Regions from separate parts of the Mus musculus genome. Here regions 2, 3 and 4 are each linked to region 1. Evidence: chromatin contacts called from public HiChIP or PLAC-seq and promoter capture Hi-C data. All regions are on one chromosome and are shown on one strand. Each heading gives the region's core, a stretch centred on a gene start, on an enhancer-like site or on the middle of the called end of the contact. The rest is flanking DNA. Distances are from core to core; before and after follow the strand shown.

What was found. Promoter capture Hi-C pulls out the DNA fragments that hold promoters and counts their contacts. HiChIP or PLAC-seq counts read pairs in DNA pulled down with a chosen protein or histone mark. Capture Hi-C pulls out chosen DNA fragments and counts their contacts.
Region 2: an HNF4G HiChIP or PLAC-seq map of pancreatic cancer cells shows a contact between it and region 1. The contact joins the enhancer-like site here to the promoter of Wnt6 in region 1. A contact is called at or near these places in 3 of 39 promoter capture datasets (cranial neural crest, pre-B cells and stem cell-derived epiblast-like cells), 1 of 15 datasets of contacts at CTCF or cohesin (embryonic stem cells), 15 of 484 Hi-C or Micro-C datasets (the N1E-115 cell line, cerebral cortex, cortical neurons and 4 more) and 4 of 115 datasets of contacts at active chromatin or transcription factors (embryonic forebrain, embryonic stem cells and pancreatic cancer cells).
Region 3: a promoter capture Hi-C map of adipose tissue shows a contact between it and region 1. The contact joins the promoter of Zfp142 here to the promoter of Wnt6 in region 1. A contact is called at or near these places in 14 of 39 promoter capture datasets (the 3T3-L1 cell line, 3T3-L1-derived adipocytes, the C10 cell line and 9 more), 1 of 15 datasets of contacts at CTCF or cohesin (the NIH/3T3 cell line), 25 of 484 Hi-C or Micro-C datasets (the C2C12 cell line, Sertoli cells, adipose-derived mesenchymal stem cells and 18 more), 7 of 115 datasets of contacts at active chromatin or transcription factors (the 230-238 cell line, the SCID.adh cell line, astrocytes and 4 more) and 4 of 9 other capture datasets (adipose tissue, liver, macrophages and 1 more).
Region 4: a promoter capture Hi-C map of embryonic stem cells shows a contact between it and region 1. The contact joins the promoter of Cfap65 here to the promoter of Wnt6 in region 1. A contact is called at or near these places in 11 of 39 promoter capture datasets (the 3T3-L1 cell line, the C10 cell line, the HPC-7 cell line and 6 more), 5 of 484 Hi-C or Micro-C datasets (LSK cells, embryonic stem cells and stem cell-derived neural progenitor cells), 4 of 115 datasets of contacts at active chromatin or transcription factors (all in embryonic stem cells) and 1 of 9 other capture datasets (embryonic stem cells).

What each region holds. Positions count from the first base shown.
Region 1 is chr1:74,768,939-74,773,723 of GRCm38.p6, forward strand. Wnt6 (wingless-type MMTV integration site family, member 6) reads left to right here and starts at 2,954. Exons shown (of 4, transcript NM_009526.3): 1 at 2,954-3,284. The coding sequence starts at 3,208.
Region 2 is chr1:75,022,416-75,027,200 of GRCm38.p6, forward strand. All of the region lies in intron 6 of Nhej1 (non-homologous end joining factor 1), which reads right to left. Among named protein-coding and RNA genes, the nearest start is that of Ihh, 73 kb to the left of the region's middle. Within about 2 kb of position 2,581, at least 50 of the 459 cell types and tissues checked have an H3K27ac peak or open chromatin away from gene starts, as enhancers often do. A contact at or near this core is called in the N1E-115 cell line and pancreatic cancer cells, where this site is marked.
Region 3 is chr1:74,585,422-74,590,206 of GRCm38.p6, forward strand. Zfp142 (zinc finger protein 142) reads right to left here and starts at 2,607. Exons shown (of 9, transcript NM_001310668.1): 1 at 2,143-2,607; 2 at 1-276. The coding sequence starts at 242. Bcs1l (BCS1-like (yeast)) reads left to right here and starts at 2,868. Exons shown (of 8, transcript NM_001305652.1): 1 at 2,868-2,972; 2 at 4,065-4,457; 3 at 4,539-4,678. The coding sequence starts at 4,138.
Region 4 is chr1:74,933,695-74,938,479 of GRCm38.p6, forward strand. Cfap65 (cilia and flagella associated protein 65) reads right to left here and starts at 1,905. Exons shown (of 33, transcript NM_001039495.1): 1 at 1,827-1,905.

The DNA.
Region 1 (4,785 bases), core at 1,704-4,203:
AGGGGTGGGGGAGTTAAGGGTGTGATTTCTGTGGGGTTGTCCATTTGTCTGTGTGCATCTGATAGCATGTCTGAGTGTGCATGTTTGCACACATATCTGATGGTATGTCTGAGTGTGCATGTGTGCACACATATCTGATGGTATGTCTGAGTGTGCATGTGTGCACACATATCTGATGGTATGTCTGAGTGTGCATGTGTGCACACATATCTGTAGCTGTTTGTATGTCTCAATTCTTCAGCTCTGCTCTCTGGGGGAAAAAAATCTACTAAGGTAACAGTGACTTGACACTTTCCAGACCCTCCAAACTTGTGTCTCTGAAGGTTTGAGGGGACAAAAAAGACAAAGGTGTTCAATCTGTCTCTGTTCTGATAATACATAAATGGGGAGCACCTATGGGGAGCACCTGTGGGCAAGGCAGGGTAATCCCAGACCCTGGTTTCCCCAGATGACAAATGCCAATACCTTGGAACCAAAGTTCTGGAACAGGGGCTCCAGAAGGTCTACCCTGGCCTTCCCTGTTCTGATGCTTCTGCAAGGCAGTGTTTGTCAAGTGATTCTGGAGTGGGACTCTGGTGGGGAAGGATGGATGAAGGGTAGGAGAGCCCAGGGATGGCTAAAGATTCTGCAAGATCTGGCTGGAGCACATTGCAGGAGGGGTGGGACCAACTGTGTGTGTTTAGAGGAAAGGTGGGGGGTGGGGGCAGAAAGGCTGCCTGCGGGGGAGCAGGCTTCTTGGCAAACGCCCCAGTTTCCTGAGCTGATCCCTGCTCCCTGCCACTGCTCCCAATTCTGTTGTTTCAATAACATCATTTTTATCCACCCCACAGAGAGACGGTGTCTGGGGGGGGGGGGCGAGGGGGCAGGGATAGGACACGGGGGACACGGGGGTGGGGTGGGGAGGCTGGAGAACCAAGAAAGCCTAGGGTCTGGAATCAACAAAGAGTAGATTTGGGGCGCTCCCTTCTCAGGGCTATCCCAGAGCCCAGGTCCCCTGATGACAAAGACAAATACATTAAAATTCTTGCCTCAGAGAAGAATGCAGGACAGGGAGAGCATTTCATAATCTGCAATAACAGTAGCAGGCTGGGTAAGGGGCTTGAAACTAAGACACTGGATCCCAGGGAGCTGGTCATTGGCCCACCTGCACCTTCTGGAGACACCATACACCTCCTAGCTGCCAGGTTGGCACCAACTCTAGCCCCAGTATTCACTCGGCCTGGTATATCCTTGAATGAGCTATGCCCACGGGTGTGGTGGTGTCCACAGTGCTTGGCACTAGTACTAGTATGAAAGGCTGTGTACAAAATTGCTATGTGCTGGAGCGGTGCAGTGCATGAGAAAGGAAGAAACGTAGGTTGGTCCAGTGTCTGGCTGAGCGCTGTCTCCTCTCTCTGCTCCTTTCCTTCCCCAGAGGGCCTCACACTCTGCAAATCTCCTTATTCAGGACCTTTGACACCCAGAATCCTCATTAGGACTCCCAGAAAACCCAAGGCCTTATTTGTTTGTGTCTAGGCTCCGGTTTTTCCATCCCTTCTCCCTGCTATTCATCTTCTTTCCTCAGATCTGCTCCCCCTCCTGATGTAGGCATCTGTGGCCTTCTCCTGCCTTCTTTCTGGTCCCCCAGTCTCATCTTTGCCCATTTGCCCCACTCTCTGGACGACTCTCTGGACCGGCCCTCCTCTTTGCTCACCAGCGGTGTTTGTCTATCTTGGCACTGTTCTCCGTTTCCACTTCTAAATTCCTCCCCACCCCAAACGACAAGGAACTTTCCCCTCTGGTGTGAAATTTCTGCCACGTGGGCTTAAGGTCCCCTGTTTAAGGTTGATGGGCCCTCTAGATAGCGGTGGCGGGGAAATTGGCTCCTGCTTCGGAATGTCCGCACCACCTGTCCCTCTGCACTCCTGGGGCACGTCGGGGGGCCTCTGCCCCAGGCCAGAGCAGCAGAGGCTGCCGCCCGCTGCCAGCCGCTTGGCTTGATGAATGGAGCTGTCCCTCCTCCCCACGAGGCCTTTGATCTCCCCCCGTGGGGAGGGGGTCAGGGGCATCAAAGACATTTTTGTGGCATTAGAGAATCAGATAAACGCCATCTCACCTGCAGCTGGCTCTCCCACCCCTTCTGCCCTGGCCAAGTTGGGGGAGGAACTTGAGGCTCCAGGAACCCGCGGACAAGTGAGACCTGACCACAGCCAGCGCTGACCCCTCTTCTCTTGGAAGTCAGCAACCTCGGCCCTCCGCCACGTTTATGAGTAGCGAATACTGGAGCGCAGGCCCTGGAGAGGTTCCACTTGCTGTCTTATCTCCCCCACACTGTCCGCCCCCAACATCGGCTGGCTGCGGCTGCAAGGCTAGGGAGCTAGAACCCAGGCCTCGGGCTCGTTCCCTTGCTGGGACAGAGGCTGAAGAAGGGGCAAAAGACGCGGGAGTTGGTAACGCCTCCTAAGTTCGTTGGGCTGGCGATCCAGTTGGACAGCCTTCTACCGAGCATCCTGCGCCCCCGGCCGACTTCCTCCCTGGCCCCCATCTGTATATCCCTACGTACTGTTCCCTCCCCCCAAACTCCCTCATTCCTGGGAAGTTTTCTCTCTTTACAGTCAACAAACCTGTCAAACGTCTCCCAGCCAGTCCCCCTTCCCCAGTTCTTCCTCCCTCCCCCCCTTACCCTTCTCGACTATTCATCCCGCCCCTCCATGCCCCAGGTCCAGGGATGGCAGGGGACAACCCCGCAGAGGCTAGGAGAGGGGCAGGCGGGCGGGACCCGCACCCGTGAGCGCGCGGCCCCGCCCCAGCACCCGCCCTCCGCTGCGCTCTGCGCCCGCCGCCCCGGGGCGCACGGCTCCCTCCCAAGAGTCCCGCCGCCTGACTGTCGCAACTGCCACCCCCGTGGCCCCCCTGTCCCCCTCCCCCGCCCACGCTTCGGCCCCGCTCCCCTCCCACCCCCGCCCCCGGCTCTGATTTCTTCTCTCCAGCGAGCTCCGCAGGAGACACAGGCGCTGGCTGCTGGGTCCGCTCTCCGCCTCCGCCGCGCCCTCCTCGCCCGGGATGGGCCCCCCCGCCGCCACCGCCGCCGGAGCCCTAGTCTCCGGGCCGCCGCCTCGGTCGCCGCGTTTGCCCTGAAGCCCGGTGCCCGCGCGCCCCGGCTCACCCCGCAGCTTCACTCCCCACCCCCAGCCGCCTCCCCGGCCAGACTGCGGTAGAGCTCTCAGGATGCTGCCGCCGGTGCCCTCCCGCCTCGGACTGCTGCTGCTGCTCTTGTGCCCCGCGCACGTCGATGGACTGTGGTGGTGAGTGCTGAGTGGGACTGTCTCCCGCGCAGCTCCAAACACCAGAGGGTGGGGACCCAGAGCCAGTCTTGGGACTTGGCACAGCGATCCTGCTGCCTTCAGGCTCTACCCGCTCCAGGATCCCAGCTATCGGGAGGTTGCACCGGGACCCTCGCAGACAGTTCCTTTCGGGTCTCTGCCCGAGCACTTCTGAAGTGCCACTTTGACGTTCTGTACCCCTGGATACTCTATTGTGTTTTCTTCCCGTATAGTCTTCCTTCCCCCAAAGAAATGTGTCCAATTCGCATCATCAAGGAGTTGGCAGATAGGTAGGGAAGAGCTGTTGGACATCATGAAATCCATAGTGAGAGATTGGGTGAGAACGGGGTGAGGAGGGGTGGGGACGGGCGAGAAGGGCCCTCGAGCTAGATTTGGGGAACAGACAGGAACAAGGTGGAAAGCTCTAAGACAGAGAGAGTCAAACGGCTGCCTCTTGCCCGCGCCTCATTGCCTACCACCTCACCATTGCTGGCCCCTTCAGCATTGGCAGTAGTACAGGAATAGGGAATGCAAATGGGGAAACTGAGTCAGGACTCTGACTTCTCTGCTTTTCCCATAGCGAGTAAGAAAGACAGAGGGGAGATCCCGGAGGCCCTCTCTTCCAGAACTGGGAAGTAAGGAATTTTTTTTTTTTTTTTAATGTGTAGCGGAGGAGGTGTAGGAACTCTTGAGAGCGATCTGATGAAGCCAGTAGGAGCCTGGCCAGCCGAGAGATGGGGTAAATTCTCAGATCCGAACTCTGGGATTTAGCCAGAGCAGACACCTAGACTTCGAGGGTTTCCAAAGCTTTGAGCCTTGAGGGGAAGGACAGAGGAGGGGCAGCGGGGGTGGGGGGCGCCAGGACAACTCAGATCCAAATCTTCAAGACTTTTTTCCTCTTAGTTTTTTAGAGCCACAAACACCCGCCCGGAATAGTTCAGTGTTCAGAGAGGAGGAGGAGGGATTTGGGCAAGAGTGCTGATAGATTAGCCAACCCTAAGAAAGCAAGGACTTCTACATTTGCATATAGCCCCGCCATTGGCTGAATTTCTACCCTCTCAGCCCTCTCACCCGCCTTCGCGGCTTTGGACCCAGGGGTGGGGCAGGCCCATCCCTCTCTTCAACAGAGATTGAGTACTATGCCCACACAGGAAGCTGCTGGCCGCTATCCTTCCGCGACGCGGGAAAGACATCCTCGTGGGTGTCAGTGAGAGGGCTAATACAAGATCCAGGTTCGGGTTAGGAAACATGCGCCTTGAGTTCTTGCTGCAACGCAGTATTTAGCAGTTTTGACAGATGTATCTAATCCCAGTTTAATCTGTGGTCTTGGGTGAATCATTTTCCCACCTTGACCTACAAACTCTCAGCTTTTAAAGAACAATCTCCCTATGTGGCAGGCTTGCCAGGAGGGCTGTGGGGGAAGATCTATAAAATGATCTGACATTAGGAGCCCTCTTCCCAGTCCAGCCTCTCATCTCCCAGG
Region 2 (4,785 bases), core at 1,331-3,830, 250 kb after region 1:
GGAATAAGCATATGCCCATACATCCCATGGGGAGCAGTGGGCGGACAGTAGGGCCAGTTTAGGGGTTTGCCTCTATGCAAACATGGGCACGTGGGCAATTAAGAAAAGACTAAACATGTGCCTCACATGCCTGGCACTGGAGGCTCTGTTAGCTGCTACCCAGGCAAGAATCCCCATTCTCATGCTTTGCAAGTGAGGACATAGAAGCTAAATCACATACAACTCAGGGGGAAAGCACTGGTACAAATACACTGACGGAATTCAATTGCTAAAGCAGAGAAGCAGGCAAGGCTCAAAGTCATCATGTTGGAAAGAACCAATCAGTTAACAAAAATATGGACTTTGCAGGTCACATATTAACAGGAATGAAAGATACACAAACTGAATTAGCAGACAAAGGGAAGAATGACAGGTTTAAGAAGAAAGACATTCTTAGGCTGAAGAGGTAAGAAATGTAAATGGTGAATCTCTATACCCATAGCTACAGGTATATTTCAGTGACAGAGAACTTGCCAGCATGCACAATGCACAAATTCAATCATATATATATATATATATATATATATATATATATATATATATATACACACACACATATATATACACACACATATACACATACACATATACATGTGTGTATGTGTGTGTACACGAGTATATGGTTTTATATATGTACAGATGTAAGATACTCATATCTACATATTTTGAGCCAGGAGACATCAAGAAGAATGGCTTTTTTAAAAGTAGTACTGTGAATCAAAAATAACCAAATAACTCTTGACCCTCTCCCCAGGTCTAAGTTCAAAGCCTATTTCTACACCACATGCCAGTCCTACTAAAAGGAAAAGCAGGTCAAGGAGCCTCTGTGCTAGACATAATGCTAAATGAAGAAATTCTTGCTACCCTCACACCAGGACAAACTACTCTGAAAACTTAGAAAGTATCTCTTCACTCCTCTAGGCCGATCTTGCTCAAAGGCCTTGACCCCTTAGCTCTCTGTCTGAAAGCACCAACCCAGCCCCCTTCAAAACACTCGGGAACAGAGGGGCCTGTGGACCTAACCCAAGCTGAGGTGCTGAGAGGCCACACCTAGGAAGGTGGGGGCTACTCACGGGAGCTGTGTTCTGTCATACAATTACCATATTATGTGGTTCTAATAAAAAGAAATACTTGAAGTTTTATTAGTGCCATATAATAAAGTATTTATAGAATCTGGGGGGGTGTGGAGAGGGAAATGGGCAAAATCAGAATTGTTAGTAATAACTTGGCAACAACAGTTCTCAGTGTCGGCCATCTAGGTTAAATCTGAATGCAGAGCCTCCACTGTGGGGGAAGGAACAGCATGAACACAACTCACAACACAGACTCTTTCCTCAACAGTGTGTCTCTGGCTTCTCTCTGACTAGCTGCAAGTGAGGTGAGGAAAGGCAAGAAGAATATGGAACACTAGCAAAATCACTGGACCTTGGCCCCAAAAGGCTAGGGGACAGAGAAAAGGGGTGTCATTGTAAGAATGAGTGGAAGGATGGCTTTGATAGAGTCTATTCTGGACCTAAACTTGCCCATTATTGTGCTCACCCCTTTCATACACCACTCACATTCTTCACAAGGATGCTGTACCTCAAATCTGCCCCAGCCACAGCACATACCCAGAGCTTCTCCCACAGGGCCCGTCTTCATAATACATCCTCAAGGCCACAGAATACATGTATGCAAGTGCATATAGCACATACACAATATACCTATGAACACATAGGCATACACATGCACACTCGTGTGAGCACATGCATGCTCACCGCAGCATGCTGCTTCCTCAAGGCAGAGACTGCCTGCCTTTCCTGGGCACCTTCCCAGAGGAAGACAGTCTAGATAAAAATGTCTTCTGAGTCTACATTCCTCTTTTAACATTTCAGAATTTTCTATTACCCAGAAAATCTCCCTAAAGAGAAAGAGAAGTGAGGGCTATGGCATTATTACAGAGGAGACTATAAACAGAACAAATATAGAGTTGCTTTATTACAAGGCAGTGTGGGGATGGTGGCTGGCTGATTACAGGGAAACTCCCCAGAGCTCTCTACAGTCCCAAACCTCAATAAAGGACAGACTCTAGCTGGCATCAAGTGAGGGGCAGTTGGATCAGGGCACCCTAGAATCCTTCCAGATTCCAGTCCAGGATGTGATACCTGCCTTGGCTGAAGATAAGGAGAAAAGCAAACACAATCTGAGAGCCAGAACTGTGCTTGGCAAAGAGCCACCAGGCCATCTTCTCAAAGACAAACACAATTAGTTATGGTTTGGGTTTCCTGAAATCAATAGATTCCAAATTTCAGTAGAAAACAAAATAAAACAAAACAACTAGAACTCAAGAACAAATTGACAGATTCAAAACCCAGACATATCAAGAATAGTCCCTGGGGGTGGTTAGAGGCAGGAGAGGAGCAATGTAACTGGCCGGACTGAAACAACCCAGACTACGCACAAGATCATAGAAGGAAGAGTGGGAAATCCACAGCTCCTCCCTTCTGGGCTCCGGGCACACGGCGTCCCTTCCTGGGTGACTCACAGTGGGATCACCTTCACCCCCTGCTTCATGTGGTGAAGTCCTCTTTATAAGGAGACACACTGCGAGCCTTCTCCTCCTCCTTGCCTGTGAGCCAGGGCAATTGCGTCACTGACCCCCACACACTCCCTCCTCTTTCCAGCAGCCACCACACAGGGATCTTGTCTTGTGGTCCCTGAAATCCTTTCATCTGGGCTCCAAACCCACTGTCACCTTGGCCTTGAATCACTCCCCAGGAGACACTTGGGAAACAGCGGGACAGAGAGTGTCTAGTCCTGAAGGCTTGAATCTACTGACCCTACAGGGCTATCCTCTTCTCTGCCCAAAGGCAGGACACAGTTCTTATGTGAACTCTCCCTACAGACTAGGTTTCCCACTGAATTGGATGATAATACCCATCACTCCAGTTCCCAAGGTGAGGATAAAAATGCTGAGAGGCATCCCTCCTGTCTGATTACAGGCTGATTACATTACAGGTCCTCCACTTTACTTGTTTAGGGATTAAAGAATTCATGGTCTTGGGCTGGAGAGATGGCTCAGCGGTTAAGAGCACTGACTGCTCTTCCAAAGGTCCCGAGTTCAAATCCCAGCAACCACATGGTGGCTCACAACCATCTGCAATGAGATCTGATGCCCTCTTCTGGTGTGTCTGAAGACAGCTACAGTGTACTTATATATAATAATAAATAAATCTTAAAAAAAAAAAAAAAGAATTGATGGTCTTGGAAGATGGCTGCCAAATATGCGCCCACCGCCATTTCTGTTCTCATCCCACCTGGCCAGTGTATTCTTAGCCCCACGTAAAGCATTTGACAGCTGAAGATTTCAGTGTGTCTCAGACCCTTCTCCAGAATAGAGGAGTCCTTCTAACCCCCTTTCAGCTCATACCATGTTGCACCAGGTCTAACATTTTTCCTTGACCTTCTGTGTGGGAATAATTCCTGCTTACCCATGTTCCTTTCACTTCAGAACCTGCACTTCAACTGGCAGGTTTACAATGAGATACAATAGTGCCTTCTCATCGAATGTATCTGATTAGGACAGAGTCTCAGAGATAATGTAGGACTGCAGGGAAAGAGTTGTACTAGAAAGTCAAAGGGTGAGGTCTACCCCACAGTGACTTATGAGAGTTTGATTCACCCAATTTCTCTGAGCCAAGCCATCATATCTCCTCAGCCTTAAATGTCCTAGTGGGCTTAACACAAAACAATGACTATGTAAATTAGTACCTTAGTTCTATTTATGTAGCCCTGGCTGTCCTTAAACTTGTTTTGTAGAAAAGGCTGTCTTTGAACTCATAGAGACTTGCCTGCCTCAGCATTCACAGTGCTGGTACCAAAGGCCGGCACCACTACACCAGCTTATTTTTATTCTTTTTGATCTAAGTAGGTGATCAAATTCTTCTGTTGATTGTACTCTGTGGAGCCTGCCTATTTCACCAGATAGCTATAACATCATAAAGACAAAAGTCCTTTGAACACACTGCAGCTGCTGGGAGGGGTAGCGTATGCCTGTAATCCTAGCCCCAGGGAAGCTGGGATAGGAAGATTATGATTTTTAGGCTAGCCTAGACTACAAGTAAAACCCTGTCAAGAAAGAAGAGAGACGAGGAGGGGAGGAGAGGAGGAGGGCAGGAAGGATGGGATGAAAGGGCAGAAGAGAGAGGAGATGAAATAAAAAGCTTTCAATGGATCAGCCAAATTAAACAATATGCAATGTCCCTAGGGAGAGAGGCCACAAAAGATGGTAGTACTGTTAAGAAGGCTTATAACAGCAAAGGTGAATAGCAAGCACAGAAGGGAGGCAGGGTGTAGAGGACCAGAGGACATGTCCACAGAGGAAGTAACATCTTCACTGAAATCCAAACTTGAAGAGAGGCAAAGGGTATAGTGGTAGAGCCCTTGCTTCACAAAGAAAAACAGAACAAGTTGAAAATCTTTGTTGCTGTTGTGTGTGCCTCTGGCAATATTACAAGGACAAACCCCACATGATAAAAACTACAGATAAGAAAACAATGGGCGAGTTGGAGAGATGGCTCAGCAGTTAGAGGACTGGCTGCTCTTCCAGAGGATCTGGGTTCAATTCCCAGCACCCACAGAAAAGAATGGGCTTCAGAAACTGACAGCAGCTCACAGGGACTGAAAGTGAAGATGTGTGGGTGTGGTTGTGGCCTAGCTAGCATAAGAATGGGGATAAAAGTAGAGGTAAAAGTAGTGCTTCAATTA
Region 3 (4,785 bases), core at 1,357-3,856, 180 kb before region 1:
GTTACTGCTTCCACAATGATCTCCATGTTCCCTGGACCCTCTTCAGTAGCTGTGGCCTCTACCAGCAGGCAGCCTGGGTCAGCAGGCAAAGGTGCAAGCTCCCCAGAAGCACAGGTATTCTGGACAGGGCCCAGGATTCCATGGTTTGAGAGAGGTGGGGGAATCAACAATAGTTCAGAGCACAGTCCATCCATCTCCCCAGTGCCATTAGCCAGCTGGGATGCCAACACAGGGTCTGTCATTATCACTGATTTGTGTGCTGTGGTCTCCTAAATGCTGACAAACCAGAAAAAAAAAAAAAAAGCTATATGTACATATATATATATATATATATATACACACACACAGTTAGAACTCTTAATTTCTCTTAAGCTGGCCCACACATTTAATCATTTCCTTCTATAGCAACATGCCACACTTTATTATTCTAAACATTTTCAAAACAACATTCAATACAAAAATATGAGATTAAAAGTCAGAATTAGTAGAGAACCAACAAGCTGAGGCTGACTAAATTAAAGATTACAGGTTCTGGTTCCTGCAAAGTAACCCTGGCAACAAAACTGAGTGGGGTCAAAGGCTCTCTCTCTTACTACTCGATGGTCTCATTATTCCTCAGTATAGATATGATACGATTCCTTCACTTATGGTCCTCATTGACCTACCTCCCCAGGCATCCCTCCCACTCTGCCCTCCTAACCTGATGATCTGCCATTCTCTGACTCACTTTTTTGCTTACAGACCCTTCTACTTTCTCACCCCTCCCATTCAACCCATCAAAATCTCTTGTCTAGCTAGTCAGATACTCCTTAAGAAAACAAACATTTCTGCTATGAGTGTGTCCTAACATTCTTAATTTTCTCTTTTCTGTTGTCCTGAAAGCCTTTGTATGTAGTTCTGTCAGAAACCACACTGTGCTGTTGTTTCTCTATCAATCTCCCTTCCTAGATGTATAGTTCAGCTGTCCAGAAAATGGTGGTGGACTCCCTGAAGCTGGGGTGCTTGTCAGACACCTGATTTGGGGGGCTGAAAACTGAACTCAGGCTCTCAGAAAGAGCAGCATTTACTCTTAACCACTGAGCCATTTCTCTAGTCTCACACTTTTTAAAAAATGTGTTGTTAGGGATCAAACCCAGGGCTTTGTGCATGCCAGGCAAGCACTGTACAAATGATCTATCCCAATACTGAATGTGGAGCTTTGAGGAGTTTATTGGCATTTTTCACTTCACTGGACCCTAAGCATCAACAAGCTAGGTAAGTTAGACAAAATGGAAATTCTAGTGGACCAGCTGAGTTGCAGTAAACCCAGATCTTTTAAACTAAGGTATCAAGCCAGTGGTTCCTCAAATACAAGGTAAATTTCCAATTCACTAACTTACTAAAGCCTCCAGTGGGAACACAACTGAGAAACAAAGGTATTAAACTGCATGTCCTGTTCAACTCGACTGAAATAAATGAGATAATCTTTTTAAACTTCCAGGACTCAGGAGGCAAAGGCAGGCAGGTATCTGTGAATTTGAGGCCAGCCTGGTCTACATAGTGAGTTCCAGGACAGAGCTAAACAGTGAGGCCCTGTTTCAAACAAAACTGGGTCACTGAGTATGTGCCAGGTGAGAGTGGCTAGTTCTCATTCTACAGAATCCCTCCACGTAAAAACAGCACGAGGGCTGTAGGGATGGCGCAGTGATGAAGAGCACTGACTGCTCTTCCAGAGGTCCTGGGTTCAATTCCCAGCAACCACATGGTGGCTCGCAACTATCTGTTAATAGGATCCGATGCCCTTTCTCCTGTGTCTGAAGAAAGCAACCGTGTACTCACATACATAAAATAAACAAATATGTCTTTAAAAAGCATAACAGCAGGAACAGACAGCAATTCAAGAAGGAGGCAGGGAAGTGCACTTCCGTGGTCAGCGAGGCTTTTTGGAAATCACAGCCCCCACGGACTACTAATTATTGCTGCTCTAGGCGGTCTTCCAGCCCATCACATGGCCTCAGGAAGATGCGGGGGAGGAGGTAGGAGAGAGCCAGAAAGAAGTAACGTGCTTTTGAGACTGGAGAAGCAAGGGATACCGAAGCCTGGGGAACAAGGCAACCCTGCGTAGGCACCTCAGTTCCCACGCGCCTCTGGGCTTTGACTCACCGTGTAGCCTTGAGTCGATGCACTTGCCTCGCTTCTCAGGACCTCAGCTTTCCTGTCTGTAAAGTGGAGGCGGCGGCGACGACAGCTTTTACACTGTGGGGCGACAGCCAAGTCACGAGATACAGCGGAGGAGAAAGGCGTTTTGGAACCTGCAAGGCTTGGGATGATGCATCGTCACGGTTCTGGTCCTGAGGAGAGGCAGCGGATACCCGGGCGGGGCCCGGAGCTGTGACGCGACTGAGACGCCCGAGTCCAGCAGAGATGCGCCCGCGCCCCTCTCACCGGCGCGCTCCCCGCAGCACCTCCTCCCGCGGGCTCCACCTCCAGGGCCCACTCAAGCTGGAGCTAGAGAAACTTTTACCTTCAGCTCACAGCGCCCGCACTTCCCCTGGTTCCCGCCGACAGCCGCTCTCTCACCTCCTACCCGTGGGCTGGCGGGAGCTGCATCTCTATGGTCCGACTGGGACTGGAGTGGCTCCTCGGGGGCCTTTGATGTGGCCGCCCCCGGCCCAGGCGCCTCTAGGAATCTGACGTGTGGCAGCCACTCTGTCTCTCTTCAAGGCCCGTGCTACTCTATGGTTTCCCCTCTATGTCCTTGAGTACCCCCCTTCTGAAGCCCCAAAGCGGAACCATCGAGAATTGCAGGGAAGAGTGGCAAGGACTCCGTGGTGGGTGTGGCCGGAAGTAGATGCAGCAGTCCGGGGCGGGACTAGCGGCGCTGCCTCTTCGTAGGCCCGGCGAAACCATCGAGTGTGAGGGCCAGAGAGTCATGGAGGGAAGGGGGCGGAGTGACAGATTTCTCTCTCCCACGTTCCTGGAAGCGCGAGCAGGTCTGTGTATAGGGTGTCCGGGAGTCAGCTGCTGTGTGTCAGGGTTCGGGAGCCGGGGGCCAGGAGATCTTCGTCAGCGGCTCTCCATGCAAAGGTGCTTTGGAATTCTGGATCACAGCTCCGAGCCTTAGCGGAGGTCACGGCTGTCAATTCACCAGTGGGCCGGTGTGCCAGGCAGAGGAGTGGCAGTGGAGAAGTGTTGCAAGGAGAGGTGTTCTGGAAATAATTGCCATTTTGTCCCCTTAGGCATTGTCTTAAGTTAGGCTTAGTCACATCTTAATTGGGTTGAATTTGAAAAAGGCTCCAAAAAAAAAAAAAAAGAAAAAGAAAAAGGCTCCGTGGAAGAAGTAGACTATATGATCTCAATGAAAAAGAATGCCTAGAATAAAGGGGTGGGGGTCATTCGGTACCAACAGAACTGAGAGAGCTAGAAGTAGGTAGTGATTTGCTAGTAAAGGTACGCATTCTAATGTAGGCATCCCTGCGTATCCGGCTGTGGTATTTGAACCCAATGGGAGCAAGGCACCAAGGGTGCTGGAATACAAGTGACAGAATTGTAGCGTGTCTGGGATTGGTGGGTTTGGATGATGCAGGTGCTGAAGGTCCATTCAAATATCACCTCAAGAACCAAAATAACTTGCAAGAAATAGTTTAGGTGAGAAGTAATAAATGTCTGTACAGGACATTAGGAACGGGGTGTAAGGGAGAGGATATTTGAAAGACATTTCTGATGGTAAGGCATGTGGTCATTGACAGAGCAATGGAAAAATCACCTTTGCCGATTCCATTCAGTGGGGACCCTTCTGTCTAGCTCTTGCCAGGGACCAGAGTCTTGCCTTTCTAGTATCCTGATGTGGAGCTGGGTACATTGCTTTTTGGAATTGAGAAACTCTCCAAAATGGCCTTCTGGCAAAAGGTCTAACTGAAGAGCAAAATGGATTGAAGAGCCTGGGGTGTTTGCTGTGGCATTCCAACACCATTCCTACTCCACTGAAACACAGTCCTGCTGACCTGTCCATCTTGCTTCTGTGGGAGGGAGCGGAGCAAGATTGACTGGTCTAGTTTCTATACTAGTCTTATGCTTTCTTCCAGTTCTGCTACAATCCATCCCTCGGTTTTGACAGTGCCTCAGAGCCTATAAGCATCTGTGCTGCTTCTTTTCAAGATGCCATTTTCAGACTTTGTTCTGGCCCTTAAAGACAATCCCTACTTTGGGGCTGGATTTGGGCTGGTAGGTGTGGGTACGGCTCTGGCTATGGCCCGGAAAGGAGCCCAGTTGGGTCTAGTGGCATTCCGGCGCCATTACATGATCACACTGGAAGTCCCTGCCAGAGACAGAAGCTATGCCTGGTTGCTTAGCTGGCTTACCCGACACAGCACCCGCACTCAGCACCTCAGTGTTGAAACCTCATACCTTCAGCATGAAAGTGGCCGGATCTCCACCAAGTTTGAATTTATCCCCAGCCCTGGAAACCACTTCATTTGGTAAGATAGGAAACTAGGTAGGGCTCTGAGGAGAGGGTGGATCGATGGAGGAAATTGGGTCACTTTGACAATTTTATTCAGGTATCAGGGAAAATGGATCCGGGTAGAACGAAACCGAGACATGCAGATGGTAGACTTGCAAACAGGGACTCCTTGGGAATCTGTCACCTTCACGGCCCTGGGCACTGACCGAAAGGTTTTCTTCAACATCCTGGAAGAAGGTATGAGATGGGACAGGCAGGCTATCAAAGTGGGGAGGTTGGGCATCTGCTGCTTGGAGAGGAGGAATAAGGATCCGAGTCCTTGGGAGAAGGGTACCAGGTCAGAG
Region 4 (4,785 bases), core at 655-3,154, 160 kb after region 1:
GACTTTGTTTGTTTTTAGACATAGCCTCACTAAGTAGCTTCGGCTGGACTTGAACTCTCAGAGATCCCATTGCCTCTGCCTCCCAAGTGCTGGGATTAAAGGTGTGCACCACCACACCCAGCAGTGCATCTAATTCTTTTTAATTTAAATTTTTATTTGTGCGTGCATGTGTGTGTGTGTGTGTGTGTGTGTGTGTGTATGTGTGTGTGTGTGTGTGTGTGTGTGTGTGTGTGTGTGTGTGTGTGTGTTTGCCACATGCAGGTGGTACTGGTGGAAGCCAGAGGGGGTATTTGATTCCCTGGCTCTAGAGTTAGAGGCAGTTGTGAGTCACCCAATATGTGTATGCTGAGAATGAATATCTTAAGCACTGAATTTTCTCTCCAGTCCAGCACATCTTATATTCACAGTTTATCTCAATTCAGACCACCCAGATTTCAAGTGCTCAATAGTTAAAGTTGCCTAGTAGCTACTACACTGGACAGCAAAGCTGTAATACTTATTTTTGAACTTATTTCTATATTTCACATTGTTTAGTATTTTTTTTCACTTCTTTAAGTAAGATTGTCCATATCCCAAATAGTATCAATTTGACTAACAATCCAGACAGTATTGTGAGGTTTTCAACAGATATTTTAATCCCTACAGTTGTTTATCGTTACATGTGATTTGCCTTCTTTTCCTTGTTTTTCTTTTGAGACAAGGTTTCTCTGTGTAGCCCTGGCTGTCCTGGAACTAGATCTACAGACTAGGTTAGTCTCAAACTCTGAGATCCACTTGCCTCTGTCTTCCAAGCGCTGGGATTAAAGACATGAACCATCATGATTGGCCATGACTTGCTTTTAATTTAACCTAAAACATCTCCTTCTTCAAGTTGGTGGTTAATTAAGGTCCCCATGTTATAATGTAACAATCTCATGATTACCTTTAGCAGTTTACACATTTCCCAAAGACAATCTCATTCTCTCTCCACCAGCCAGAGAAACCCTCTGTTGGCTCATTTGTTCCTAGAAGGTTCTCTAACACTGGAGGAAACCATTTCAAGTTACTGTCCTCATCCCATGCATTCCCTCACAGAGCATTTACCAAACAGGTCTGATACAGCAGGTACTTGTACAAAACAAGCTTCCTACCTCCAAATGTAAAGTGGGTGTTCAGACAGAACCCAAGAAATGCAAGCTGCGGGTGGGGAGGAGAGCTGTTACTTTTCTGTCCTTGGATAGCTTTAGGTCCTGTCCCTAGTCCCTGATCTCTCAGACATCAGGGGATTCAACAGACAGTCTGCCTTGCCTCTCTGAAAAAGTCCCCACTCAATACACCAATCTATCTCTGAAAGGCTAGAGAAGAGACAAAATAAGGTAGAAAAGTGGTCCAGCCGGGACTTAAGGCAGGAAGCATGGAGCCTTTCCGGGAACAGAGAAGGTCATTTGCAACATTTTGCTGTGAAAAAACGTGCAGTTGTGTGTGTGTGTGTGTGTGTGTGTGTGTGTGTGTGTGTGTGTGTGTGTGTGTGTGTGTTTGGGGGGGGCTTGTTTTAAACCAATTTTCTAGTTTCGGGGGTGGGGGTATTTTATCAGTTTCTTTTATTTGCCTAATTTCTGATCTTAAAATTTTACAAACGACAGGTGAAAAAACCGGGAGTAGGGGTGAGGGTAAGGAGTGGTCAAGTAGAGCTGAGGAAGGAAGCCTTAAAACGAAGGGAACAAAATGTACTTATGGGGCTTCTCAGGGTCTCCTGGCCCCCGCATCTAATTAATCTCGCCCACAACGAAAGGACTTTCTGAAGACCCGCCACGATTTCCTGTAAAAGGGGTTTTTAGTACAGATACCGTTCCTTGTTCCTCTCGCTGGCCTCCAACGTTTAGAACTCATGCAAACGCTGTGCTAACGTCTCCGTAGATACAGGACGCTCGGGACACAGCGTCTTTTGGTATCCCATGGCAACGACGGCAACCCAAAAGAGCCAAGGTTCAGAGAAAGCGAATGAGTCCGTTTCTTTTTGTTTTGTTTTTCTCTTCATTTCATTTCTTTTCCTTTATTTTCTCTCTTTTTTCTTCTTTCCTTTCCTTTTTCTTCTTTTTTCTTTAACTTTCTTTATATATTTTTTTCTTTTTGTGCTAAGAATTAAAGCTTTGATCATCACTAAGCTACACACCCAGTCAATGCCTGCTCAAATTTAATCTCCCTATGTTAAGTATTGAATCCAAGATTTTCCCTGCTGTAGTACCAACTGTGGTCTTTTTCCATTCCAGACAAGGTAAACATGGTTCCCCCAATTTTCATGGTGTCCTGGCAATTACTTTATTTGACCACCTTATTCATAGATTACTGTTGGGCTCAAAAATCATAGATTGCCTGAATGGGAGTCATTCCTAATCTCTTGAAGTAGACTGATCTAGACTCAGAGCCTCATTCCCTATGATCATGATGGTTCATTGAAAACAGCCTCTGGTTATTTCTTACTGCATAGGATTTATAAATGTGCTCCTTCTGCTGCCGAAAGAGAACACCTTTGGCATTTTCTTCCAGATATCTTTTGGTCTGAGACCAAAGAAAATTAACTTGTTTGAAGAGAGACAAAAGTTAATGTATGAAGAAATTCTTTTTTGTCTGTGCACTGGTGTGCACGCTGTGAGAAAGGTATCATTGGATGAAGGCGACGTAGAAAAAGCCAAGAATCTCAAAGTTCATTCTTCGGCAATTAAAGAGTTTTACTGCCTGAACAGTGAACCCATTCCTCCTCAGAATGAAAGGGGTGTGGTGTGGTTATAGAGGGAGAGCTCAGAGAGCTGGAAGCAAACCCAGAAAATAAACGAGCAGTTTGGAGGATTGGGGTTCACTTGTGGGAGGTAGGCGATGGACTGAGGTGACAAAGTGACCTGAGTTGGCTTGAGGGATCACATGAGCGGGGGAGGGCAGGGCTGCTGCAAGGGAGGTCCAGGAGGTCGGTTAAGTCATGCCAGCCCAACTAAGCCTGGAATTCTTTGGGGATTAAGGAACGTGGAACTCAGTGAGTGTCTCGCTGGTTTCTCAGAATCTGAAGGCTGTACTTTGAACGTGATGACGTTGATGCTATTTGGAGCTCCTGTAATGATTTCTCCCTTTTTTTGTTTTTCTTCAAGTTCTTCTTTTTTTTTTTTTAATCAGTCTGACTCAGCTGGACCTTATGGACAAAAAAAGTGGGGGGTATAAATGACAATAAGTGAATGAATGATAATGAATGTAATGGAATAATGAATGATGAAATGATGAATAGAAATGAATAAACAAAATTTTCCTTTTCATACTTATGCCAAAAAAAATTGAGAATACTTATGCAGGATTTGGGGGGGGACCTCAGAGAACCCAATAAGAAAAAACTGATGATAAAGAAGTCAGATTTTTTGAGCCATGTGTTCTTTGGTCTCCTCTCCTGAGGAACCTCTTCCCAGCATCTTTTGATTATATATTGGTGAGTTCTGGGTTAGGACAGTGGAAGGACAGTTTCTTTTGTTATCAGGTGCTGTGGTCTGCGCTTCTCTGGAATTATAACTGGCAGCTCTGAGCAGTAACTTCAGCTGATGTGAGGACTCCTAAGGAGAGGCCCCCACATACTGGACTTTGCTCAGGAAGTTGAGTACCCAGGAAGGCTTGGTTGGGTGCTGGGTGTGAGGAGAGGGAAGCAGACAATGGACTTGCCTTGGAAGTCCCCTTCTCAGTAGCTGAGATAGCTTAGAAGATGCTAGGCATTGGATCTGAGTGGTCATGTCCTCTTTAGGCCCACAGACACAAACGCCATTTGTTTCAAGGCTGTGAATGAAAGTGAATGATTCAGGAAAATTATAAGGACCAAAGTATTGGAAAAAGTAAGGATAGATGAGAGACCTGAGCTCTCTGTCTGAGGCCTGGGGCTGGGGGACAAAGCACACAGTTAGCAATTTGGGCTTTACTGCATACACAATATCCTGTTTCCTTCCTGTATCTTCCTGTATCTTCTCATCAGCTTCCCCTGGAATAGAGAAGATTTCAGACTGGAACCAGACAGGCCTGGGATTAACCTTTGTTAATTTCTGGCTGTAAGGCTTTGAAAAAGTCACGATCTCTCTGACCCTTGATTCCCTTATCTATTTGTTGTGGATAATTTCTTCTCTTTTGTTTATCTGTTGACACAGGTCCTCATTTTATAGACCAGGCTGGCCTCATACTTGAAATCCCCCTGCCCCAGCCTCTAGGGCTATAGGCCTTCAACATGAAGGCTTTATTGATTAATTTCCAAAATGCAGTGTTTCATTGATTAAGCACATGAAAAGGGATGAACGAACACATTCCCCCTCTGATCTCTATACATAAGCCGTGTAGCTTTCTGTGTTCCTTCTACCAGCCTCAGCCTCTCTGCAGTGTACTTGGGAGGGAATATCTTCTTTCCACACCTCCCTCCTCTGTTTCTTCAAGGATGGAGGCTGCTTTTGCTGTGCTGAGGTATGGAAAGCCAAAGACAGTGTACCTAAGTGCCAGGGTTGCTCTGCTGACCAGCCAGCACATCTGTCTATCCCTTGCAGATGAAAGGTCTACCCTTCCAAAACTGAAGGGCATTCGTTACATTTTTCATTGCTATGACAAAACACCTATTAGGAGCAATTTGAACGAAGAAGGATTTGTTTGGGCTTAGCCCAGCATAGTGGAGAAGGCAATGGGAGCTTGTGTCTGGGACGCCTCACATCTTGGCAGATCAGGAAGTAAAAAACAGGGCAGCTGACGTTCTTCAGTCTTCTGGGTTCCTTCTTTCTCTCCTTTTATTCCAGACCATGG